Linked DNA regions of Zea mays: region 1 is linked to region 2. Evidence: chromatin contacts called from public Hi-C data. All regions are on one chromosome and are shown on one strand. Each heading gives the region's core, a stretch centred on a gene start, on an enhancer-like site or on the middle of the called end of the contact. The rest is flanking DNA. Distances are from core to core; before and after follow the strand shown.

What was found. A called contact is a pair of places that touch in the nucleus more often than the background predicts.
Region 1: a contact with region 2 is called in a Hi-C map of ear, with 1.9 times the contacts expected there. The contact joins the promoter of LOC100282981 here to the promoter of LOC100281976 in region 2. A contact is called at or near these places in 2 of 25 Hi-C or Micro-C datasets (ear and tassel).

Annotation. Positions count from the first base shown.
Region 1 is chr5:87,272,407-87,277,914 of Zm-B73-REFERENCE-NAM-5.0, reverse strand. LOC100282981 (Glyceraldehyde-3-phosphate dehydrogenase, cytosolic) reads right to left here and starts at 1,593. Exons shown (of 14, transcript NM_001155885.2): 1 at 1,355-1,593; 2 at 777-850; 3 at 625-683; 4 at 495-533; 5 at 14-114. The coding sequence starts at 1,426.
Region 2 is chr5:86,946,765-86,952,703 of Zm-B73-REFERENCE-NAM-5.0, reverse strand. LOC100281976 (splicing factor, arginine/serine-rich 12) reads left to right here and starts at 1,841. Exons shown (of 4, transcript NM_001154893.2): 1 at 1,841-2,002; 2 at 2,102-2,233; 3 at 2,489-2,550. The coding sequence starts at 1,951.

The DNA of each region.
Region 1 (5,508 bases), core at 344-2,843, 330 kb before region 2:
TTAGCTTCCTTACCATGTACTTAGCATCAATGAAAGGGTCATTCACAGCCACAACTTCAATATCATCTCTGCTGGTTGCAATTCGCAGGACCAACCTGCCAATCCGCCCAAACCCTACAGTAACAAGAAAAGAAGGGGGGAATAACAAATCAGAAATAGGATCTGATATAATTCACCTAGTCCATACTTGCATTCAACTGCAAAGTAACTCAGAAAGCAAAGAATGATCTATTTGCTAGATGTAGTTAGCTAGTGCAACAAATACTCAACCAGGAACTAAAAACTGCCTTTGTAAAACCTTAAAACATGACATCTCAAGTAGTGTGATTGCAGCACACAGTAGATATTGGTGAGAAAGGCCAGCCAAGCCTAAGACAAAACACATTGACCAGCAAAAGCCCAAGGTGGTCAACGGTCGATCTGTCTCATTCAGATCACAATACAACAGTTTCCACGTCATTTTAGTTCCTACAACAGTACATAAAAGAACTCACCGTTGATGCCAATCTTTGTCTTCTCCCCACTCGAATATTCTACAGAGAAACAAAGGAAGAAGAAAATTACAAATCCACCGCAGGCTGCACAGCTCACATGAAACGTTTGGTCGGCACGACAGCTACTTACGTGGCATGGCAGGGGGCGCCTGCGTGGCTATCGCCCTCAGCGGCTCGAGGTTCCTCGCACTTCAATTCACAGTGAGTTAGACGGACAATAGCAATGCCTGAAACTACATTTACAAGGCGACAGTGACTACGGCGTTGAAAGCAAGCACTTACGCCGAAGAGGAGGCCCTGATGTAGGGGAAGGCGCAGCCGAAGTGAGCTGAGCCAGTGCTCCTCACGCACGAGACCTACAAGTACAAGCATGACAGCCAAATCGCATCAGTGGGGGCGCTGCAATGTGCTAGGAATCGTAGGCCATTCCGTCAGGGGTGAGGATGAGGGCATTGCAATCAACAGGAAACTGATGCCCTCCCGAGGGGCACCTGGAACGAGCTCGGGACAAAACTCCGAGTTCCCAGAATTTTTGAAATAAAACAAAAATAGTACGGTGAGAAAACCCCGATTCCCTGTAGCCTGCAGTTTCGCACTCCAAAGTCCAAACAAACAGCCGGAACGCGGGGGAGAACATGTCGGCCTAGCACACGGTCGAGCACTCCGCCGAACCGCTGCCGCCAGACTTGGACCGGGGCCAAATCTAGGCGCGGCAATGAATCCGTGAAAGGAACCCGCGACCCACCCACCCGCGCGAGCGAGCAAGCGAGCGAGCTGCTCCAGCGAATCGAAAACGATACGGAAGGCGAAAAAAAATACCCGGCATGCACGCGGGAGACAGAGAGAGCACGAGGGTGTACCTTGACGGGGTCGGACGCGGCGACGCGGGATCCGGCGGCGACGGCGCGGAGGGGCGCGGAGAGCGCCGCCATGGGTGGAGGTGGGGAATGGGAGCGGGCGGGCCTGCGCGTACGGTGTGCTAGGGTTTGACCGACGCCGCGAGGAGGGGGCGGGGCAGGAGCGAGGAGGCTTTGCCTTTCGGGCGCGGAGGCGAGCGGGCAGCGGAGGGCGGAAGGTGGTGGCGCCGCGGAAGCGTGTCTGCGTGTGATCGTTCCTCGTTCGTATAAAAAGGAAGAGGAAAATGTAATAAAAAAATAAAAAAAGTGGCCTGCGCAGCGGAACGTGCAACGCCCCCCGCCGGCCCGGGTGGGTAGGTGGCGGTGGCGGTGGCGGTTGTCCGTGCGACCGCGCTGCGTTCGGCTCGGTCGTGGGGCCCTTCACGTTCTCTTCTCGCGTCCTGCTGCGCCTGTATGGCTCCCGTGCTCTAATATACTCCTAACCACTCCGGTAAAGGACAACCAGGGGTCCCATCAGGCTGCGATTAGTAGTAATTAACAAAGGAGATCAATTTCCATTCGTCTATATGGCTCTATGCGGCTAGATTTGACCGCATCGATGTTTCTCCCATCCAGCTGATTTCGATTTTGCCTTCGTATTCTCCTCTGCCCTCTCACGTTTGGTGATTAGTTTTTTGCTCAAGTACGCGTCGCCTAGGGTTTGGGCACTGATCGTAAGCACCGACATCTTAGGCGGAACCCGTAAAAACGATGGGTAGGTGGTGTTGCTGTCGTGATGTCATTGTTCATAACAATTCGGAGATGCACCACGAGAACGCCCCTTGTCTACTTGTCTACTGATGCAGGTTCTGATTGCTTTGTGCGCTGTTCTGTCTCTGAGTCTCTCTATAATTTACGTACTCTATTAAAACACATTAATCTAAAAAGTCTAAAGATCTCTTTAGAGTGTGGAGATTATTTTTTTTCTGCTCTTGTGTCTTTAATATAGAAGTAAATTGATTTCTACAGAAAAAATATAAATGATTCTTGCGGATTTTGCGCCGTAAATAGACTCCGAGAACTGTAGAACTGTCGAGTAATACATGGTGATCAAGTTTCTGAAGCAGTATTCCTAGGGGATATTTGTTGTTGGTTATTCGCCCTTGTTTTTCCATAGCTGTGATAGATGTACCAGGCTAGGTTAGAGTGTGTTTTTGACACTTTCGAAGCATAACATGCAAATGAAAATTCATGTTTGGACTCTTTGGAGATATAATTGTTGTAATTAGGCCCACAAGTGTGTAACCCAATTCAATAAGTAAGCTAAGATAGTATGTAGAGATGACATGTGGTTTTAGTCTCATATTGCTCGTCTATACAAGATAGAACTAACTTATATGTGTGAGTGTTCCATACTCTTTACATTAGACAAATAAAGGGTTATAGAGAATGTCGCGCGCGTGCGTGCACGATTGCGTTATTTATCGCGTGACTTTGACTTGTGACCGTGCACAATCACGTCGTGACATTTATATGGTTATCAAATACCCCACACCTAGACTGTCACATCAACCAAAAGTAATGGCCACGCACATTGCGTGCGAGATCTCCGGGTGGTTGCATGTAGAGATATTCCAGAGGATAGTTACTGAAATTTAGTAGATCGAATGTGGCATCGACTTGTCCTCTTCTTCTCATCTCTCTACGTCGCCGCTTCTCTGCTCTGTCGTGCAACAGATAAAGGGAGAGGGTGTCTCTGAACCAACGCTGACGTTTTGACAACCTGCACAGGTGCCGACGAATCAGGTTTCTTTGAAGTGCTTTGTACACGTCCGCTCGGGGTCCTCACCATCACTCGTCACTGTAAGTAAATCTGCATTTTCAGTTTATTGCATGATGGTCTTATGGTTAGATCTGTTGTCGACTCTTCTTGTATGTGTTAATCTTGTTGAGTTAGTTCAGATCTATTCTGTTATAATGTCATGGATACTATCTGCAAGTAGATCTGTGTTTTACATTTTATGCTGCATTATCAAATTAATCTTAGGCCCCGTTGAAAGTCGCCTAGAGGGGGGGTGAATAGGGCGAAACTGAAATTTACAAATATAAACACAACTACAAGCGGGGTTAGCGTTAGTAATAAAAGAATGAGTCCGCGAGAGAGGGCGCAAAACAAATCGCAAGCGAATAAACAAGTGAGACACGCGGATTTGCTTTACCGAGGTTCGGTTCTTGCAAACCTACTCCCCGTTGAGGAGGCCACAAAGGCCGGGTCTCTTTCAACCCTTCCCTCTCTCAAACGGTCCCTCGGACCGAGTGAGCTTTTCTTCTTCTCAATCAAACGGGAACAAAACTTCCCCGCAAGGGCCACCACACAATTGGTGCCTCTTGCCTTGGTTACAATTGAGTTTTGATCACAAGAGCAAGTGAGAAAGAAAGAAAGCGATCCAAGCGCAAGAGCTCAAAAGAACACGGCAAATCTCTCTCGCTAGTCACTAAAGGCTTGAGTGGAATTGGAGAGGATTTGATCTCTTTTGGAGTGTCTAGAATTGAATGCTAGAGCTCTTGTAGTAGTTGGGAAGTGGAAAACTTGGATGCAATGAATGGTGGGGTGGTTGGGGTATTTATAGCCCCAACCACCAAATGTGGCCGTTGGGAGGCTGTCTGCTCGATGGCGCACCGGACAGTCCGGTGCACACCGGACAGTCCGGTGCCCCCTGCCACGTCACACTGCCGTTGGATTCTAGCCGTTGGAGCTTCTGACTTGTGGGCCTGCCTGGGTGTCCGGTGCACACCGGACATCTACTGTTCCTTGTCCGGTGTGCCAGAATGGGCGCGCCTGCCATCTGCGTGCGCAGAGCGCGCATTAAATGCGCTGCAGGTAGCCGTTGGCGCGCAGGTAGCCGTTGCTCCGCTGGTACACCGGACAGTCCGGTGCACACCGGACAGTCCGGTGAATTATAGCGGAGCGGCTGAAGTGAAATCCCGAGGCTGGCTAGTTCCTGAGGTCGCGCTTCCTTGGAGCACCGGACACTGTCCGGTGTACACCGGACAGTCCGGTGAATTATAGTGCGCCGGCTTGGAAAATTCCCGAAGGTGGCGAGTTCTCGTTGGAGTCCTCTGGTGCACCGGACACTGTCCGGTGGTGCACCGGACAGTCCGGTGCTCCCAGACCAGAGGGCCTTCGGTTCCCACTTTGCTCCTTTGTTGAACCCAAAACTTGGTCTTTTTATTGACTGAGTGTGAACCTTTTACACCTGTATAATCTATACACTTGGGCAAACTAGTTAGTCCAAAGATTTGTGTTGGGCAAATCAACCACCAAAATTATATAGGAACTCGGTGTAAGCCTAATTCCCTTTCAATCTCCCCCTTTTTGGTGATTGATGCCAACACAAACCAAAGCAAATATAGAAGTGCATAATTGAACTAGTTTGCACAATGTAAGTGTAAAGGTTGCTTGGAATTAAGCCAATATAAATACTTACAAGATATGCATGGATTGTTTCTTACTTATAACATTTTGGACCACGCTTGCACCACGAGTTTTGTTTTTGCAAACTCTTTTGTAAATCCTTTTCAAAGCTCTTTTGCAAATAGTCAAAGGTAAATGAATAAGATTTGCAAAGCATTTTCAATTTTTGAAATTTTCTCCCTCTGTTTCAAATGCTTTTTCTTTGACTAAACAAAACTCCCCCTAAAAGAGATCCTCCTCTTAGTGTTCAAGAGGGTTTTGATGTATCATTTTGAAATACTACTTTCTCCCCCTTTTGAACATAATAGGATACCAAATTAAAAATATTCAATACTGAGTTTTTGAAATTTGAAATAGGTGGTGGTGCGGTCCTTTTGCTTTGGGCTCATTTCTCCCCCTTTTTGGCATGAATCGCCAAAAACGGAATCATTAGAGCCCTCGAAGTGCTATCTTCCCCTTTGGTCATAAATAAATGAGTTGAGATTATACCAAGGACGAAGTCCGGTCCTTTAGCTTTGGGCTCTTACTCTCTCCCAAAGACGAAGTCCTTTTCTTTGATGCTCATTTCTCCCCAAAGAATAGAGAGTTGCTTGGAGTGATGGCGAAGTATGAGTTACGGAGTGGAAGCCTTTGTCTTCGCCGAAGACTTCAATTCCCTTTCAATATACCTATGACTTGGTTTGAGATACGCTTGAAAACACAT
Region 2 (5,939 bases), core at 592-3,091:
AATTCGTCAGCAATTGCATCAACTCATAAATGTGAAGCTTTAAAATAATTGTTAGATTATGAATTGAGTAAAGCGAAACATGTGAATTATTCACGATCTTTACAATGGAAAAAGGGTTCTATCTCAATTGACAAATGAAACCAAATTGTTGTGATTAAAAAAAATCCAGTGTGATCTATTTTCTAGAGGTTGTCCCAAAAGGGCATCGATTGGTCAATAAATAAATATATGATGTGAGATATATACTTTTCAGAGCTAAACTGCATGTTTGAGGTGGACTTTAGGTAATCATAATAATCAATTGGTTTGGTGGAAGAACTAAAAGAAAGAAAAGTAGATAAAGCAAAAAAGTTAAGAAGAACACAAATTTCCAGTACTCTATAAATCAACGTATTAAAGGGATAGCACGAGCAGATGATTACCGCCTTGAGTAGCATAAGACCAAGAATTCAAGATGGATTATGATGGTTAACAATTAAAGTAACAATGGCTCAAGAGTCAAGATCCAATTTTTTGGGCTCACATCCACTCGTTAGCCACTACAGTTAACTGCAGTCTGAACATGAGTAGATGATTGGCCAAAAGGAGCACATGCCTTTTGTTGTAGCAAAAGCAAGCAATATGCAAAGACATGAGCGCTTTTTATGGAAAGGAGATTGTCGAAAAGGTGACTTTACTTGGTTTTTTAACTAGATCCCCGACCCTTTTTCTGAAAGAGCCATGCAATCTGATCTCCAAGCGGCTCTAGCTACTCAGCTTCCCTACGATTTCTACTCCACTTCCCTACGACGACACCTAGGAGGAGCGGAGAGGAGGGAGAGGGGTGGTACCACAGAGGTATGGGATGAATCTGCATTGAGGCAAAGAGGGAGAGGGGGTGGTGCCACAGAAGTATGGGATGGATCTAGATCGAGGCAAAGAGAGGAGAGGCGACCTGTAGATCTCCACCAGCAACTTCTCGTGGTACTCCTTGAGTTGAACCACCCACTCGAAGGCCATCTCCATTCCGTGGGTCATCGTGGCGCAGTAGGGTGCACCGGTGCCATACCCTATGGTGGGGGAGGAGCCAGCCATAGGCTGGAGGACACGTACGTGTCACGGAGCCGCTTGAGGCACCGGTGAGGGACAATGCGCTCGCGGTCCTCCTCTCCTCGACGACCCAGCCAGCCGCTAGAGCCAAATCTCTCGGCATCTATCCGTGCCCTGGATACACACGACCTGTCTCTCCTCGATGTCGACCGCGAAATTGGAGCCCGCCACAACCACGGAGAAGTTGCCCCAGCCACTAGAGTCCGATGTCGCGGTGGTGGAGGCTTGACGGAGGTGGTGGCAGCCAGCATTGTGGCAGAGGGAGAGGAGGAGAGGGCATCAAGGGGGAGGCTGTGGGATCAAACCGCAGTGAGGGACGACGGATCTAGGAGTGGGGGCGGGTGCGACGATGATGGGGCGCAGGCGCGGTGGGGAGGGGCGATGACTACGAGGAGATAGGGGGGAGGAGGGCGAGGGCGGAGCCGTCGAGATTAACGAGGGCGTGCGCGGTGTTCACGCGGCGAGATTAGCGGGGAGGGGGGAGGGCGGAGCCGTGGTGGACGCCCTCCTTACCCTTAAGGGCTGATTTGGTGATCCGGGATCCCGGGAGGATTGGAGCCTCCAATCCTCCCGGGATCCCCTTGTCACCAAATCAACTCTAAGAGTAGTAGAGATTTGTATCCGATACTCTGGGTAATCCGGTTTCACCCTAGCTCCCGCAGTCCCGTGGATCACTTTGCATACAAGCCCTCAAATGTTTCGGAATCACCTGTATCTGTATGTCCCTGATCCACAGACTTTGCGGGCCAAAAATACATGGGCTTTACACTTGGGCCCAACACGAGGCTCCCGGACTCCTCAGTTCCTTCGCTCCTCTGTAACCCGGGGCGGCCGACGAGGCCGGGACCACCGACGGCGACGATGGGCGGCGGCGAGGGCAAGTCCAAGAAACGCCGCTCTTCTACCTCCTCAGGTACCCAGCCACCCAGGGATACCTATCGTATCCCCTATTTGGTTGAATCCGTCGGTTCGTTTTGCTGCGGACCATCGATTTCTTTCTTCCTTGGTTTAGCGGATGAAGAAGGGGGGGAACGGAAGAGGCGGGACAAGAAGGAGAGCAAGAGGAGGAGCCGAGACGACAGGGAGGATGACGATGACAGACACAAGAAGAAGGGGAAACACATCGACAGGAACAAAGGAAAAGGTTGGGTTCCTAAATCGTTACAGCTTCCGGTTCTTTGATTTCGTCAACATTCCAAGGATGTTATGTCACAAAAACATTCCAAGAATGCTAAATCGTTACAGCTTCGGTTATCATTTTCTGAAAAAAAAGCGCTTATTTCTGTGTTTTCGAGGCTCAGCGTGTTAAGTGAATTTCTGCTCGCTCCATGTACACTATGGTTATGTGAAATAAAGCTTTGATAGGTTGTGACTTTGATGTGTGTTTCTGTGTTGATAGAGAGAGATTCGAAGGATAGGCATTCCAAGGAGAAGACGAGCAAGAGAAAAGACAAGGACGCTGTAAGTTCTTTAACGAGTGACGTTATATTCAGACTCAGTTTTGTTGGGCAGTGCCAAGTAAATAGTTAACATTGGCATATTCGGTTCCTTTGAATTACTGATATTTGGTACCTCTTTAGGGCTACGTTTTTTGACTTGGATAAATTGTTGCGGAACATTATGCTTGTCATGGGTCTATAATGGAATGGTGCTCTGAAATAGAAAATGTAGGAGTGTTGGTGTTATGTACGGCCAGGCCTATACTAGGCGCTACAGGGCCTTAGGATAGGGCCCAAGGCCCATAGTTCATACTTATCCATACTTATCTAGATAGCTTAGTTCATACTTATCTAGATAGCTAGCTTCCATATAAATACTTGTAAGACACCTTGAGATTGTCAAGCAGAAACAAGATTGTTTCCGGCTTCCTTTAGGGAGTCGGGATTCCTCCAGTTCTAGCCCTAGCCGCTACCTCTAGCCCTAGCTGGCCGCCCCTGTGGGCTACGCCGTCAATTACGGCGCCGGCTCGGCGTTCGTTGCACTTCAAGCCTTGTCCCCCAATCTCCCACCGCTATAACCTACGATCAGTCAGGCTAGAGGATTTGGTACATAACAATCTGGTATCAGAGACCTCGACGATCATGAGCACGTCCGCCCCCTCCAAGCCGCCATCGCCGGTGCAGCAGCCGCCGCCGTCGTCGGGCCAGTCTGCAGCGCTGCCCGCTACCCTGGCCGCAACCCCCATATCGTCGGGCGCCATGGTGCTCGTCCCGCCCGGCGCGCCCGCGGCCGCGATCCCACTGGCGCTCACCCCAGCCCAGATCGCGGCGTCGCTGACAGACCTCAGCCACGCCATGCGCGACGTGCATCTCACCCTCAACGCCATGCTGATAGGTCAGCTCGCATACCCCGCCCAGCATGCCGCCCATCCACCACAGCCGCCGCTACCACCCCTACCTGCGCCGCCACCCCCTGCACCTCTGCCACCCCCCACACAACCACCTGCGCCGCCGCCCCCAATATCTTGGCAACCAATTTCCTATCCATACGACATGCCAATCGACCCAAGCTCATCGTCCATCGCACCACCACATGCCTTCACCCCCATCCAGCAGATCCGATTTCCGCCGTCACCTTCCCCAATCCCATCGTGGGCGCAGGGCACGACGAGGACATGGCTGGCATCGTACCATCTCTAGGGACCGGCACAAACATGGTACTATGCCCTGGAGCAGGATGAGGGCATGCCTCCTTGGGACCGCTTCGCCGAGCTATGTCGTCTTCGCTTCGGGCCAGCAGTGCGCGGTTCTCGCCTTGTGAGCTTGGATGGCTACCCTTCCTGTCCACGGTCCAGGAATACGCAGACCGCTTCCAGGCGCTGCTATGTCAAGCACGGGACATCTCCCCTCTTCAGAAGACGGAGCTGTTCGTTGGCGGCCTCCTCGAGCACCTACGGGTGGACGTCGAGCTGCGCGCCCCGCAGGATATGCAGACGGCCATGTACCTAACACGAGCATTCGAGCGGCGCGCAGCGGCCGTGCCTCCATCTCAGCCGCGCGGGGCACGGCTACCACAACGGTAGCAGGCGACCAGCCGCGCGACACCAGCACCACCCACTATCCCGTCAGCTGGTGCGACGACCGTCGGCGACGGCAATACCCCAGCACGCCCTTTTCGCCGCTTGTCCCCGGTCGAGCAACAGGAGCGGCGCCGGCAGGGGCTTTGCTTCAACTGCGATGAGCCCTATGTCCGGGGGCACGTGTGCCAGCGGTTGTTTTACCTGGAGGTAGACGACTTCCTCGAGGACGCGACCGACGAGGGTGCGGGGGATCCCTTGGATGAGCCGATCGTACCTGATGCTGCTGGAGCCAACGCATTGGTGGTCTCGCTGCACGCGCTAGCGGGAATCCGTACGAACAAGACACTGCTACTGCCTATCCTCATAAAAGGGGAGCGACTGTTGGCACTCATGGACACGGGGTCTACTCACAACTTCCTCAACGGGGACACGATGCGTCGTCTCGGGCTTCCTATGGAGGGTGGCGAGCGCCTCCGGGTCACTGTCGCCAATGGGGACTGACTGCCATGTGCAAGAATAGCCCGCGACGTTCCCATCGTCATCGGCTCCGAGTCGTTCTCCATCACGTGCGTTGGGATGCACCTCGGCTGTTTCGACTTCATCCTCGGCGTGGACTTCTTGGAGACGTTGGGGACCATCCAGTGGAATTTCCGGGCGCTAACCCTGTCATTCCGACATCAGGGCTAGCGCATCCACTGGCAGGGCGTGCGGGCCTCGCAGCAGCCTGCCCCGCAGCAGCTGGCTGTGGCAGTCTCCGACGCTGCCCAATAGCCCCTCATGGACGTCCTCCTTCAGCAACACGGCGCCATCTTCGACGAGCCCACGGGACTGCCTCCGGCTCGCTCCTACGACCACCGTATACACCTGCTGCCCGGTACCGCTCCGGTGGCAGTACGGCCGTATTGGTATGCACAGCTACAGAAGGACGAGCTGGAGCGGCAGTGTGAGGCCATGCTAGCTCAAGGCATCATACGATCCAGTACGTCGCCGTTCTCCGCTCCGGTGCTGCTGGTCCACAAGGCGGACGGCTCGTGGCGTTTCTGCATCGAGTACCGCGCCCTCAATGCCCAGACGTCCAAGGACAAGTTCTCGATTCCGGTGGTGGACGAGCTCCATGGAGCCCGTTTCTTCTCCAAGCTGGACTTACGCTCGGGCTACCACCTGGTGCGGGTGCACACCGATGACATCGCCAAGACGACATTTCGCACCCACCATGGCCACTATGAGTTCCTGGTCATGCCATTCGGACTCTCGAACGCACCTGCCACCTTCCAGGCTTTGATGAACGACGTACTCCGCCCATACCTTCGGAGGTTTGTGCTGGTTTTCTTCGACGATATTCTGATTTACAGCACATCGTGGGCGGAGCACCTCCAGCATGTCAACATCGTCCTCGAGTCACTGCGAGCGCACCACCTTCATTTAAAGCGCTCCAAGTGCTCCTTCGGCGCCACATCGGTGGCCTACCTTGGCCACATCATCTCGGAGGGCGGGGTCGCCATAGACGCGAACAAGGTCGCGACGGTGGCCTCCTGGCCGCTCCCGCGGTCTGCACGAGGACTTCGGGGCTTCTTGGGGCTGGCGGGGTACTACCGCAAGTTCATCAAAGACTTCGGCCTCATCGTAGCCCCGCTGGCGCGTCTCTTGCGGCGGGACGCGTTCGCCTAGGACGACGACGCGCAAGCAGCCTTCAACGCCCTCAAGCATGCCTTGACGACAGGGCCGGTGCTCCAGATGCCGGACTTCTCCAAGCTCTTCGTCGTCGATTGTGACGCGTCGGGTGCGGGGGCCTTAGGATAGGCCCAAGGCTAATAGTTCATGCTTATCCATA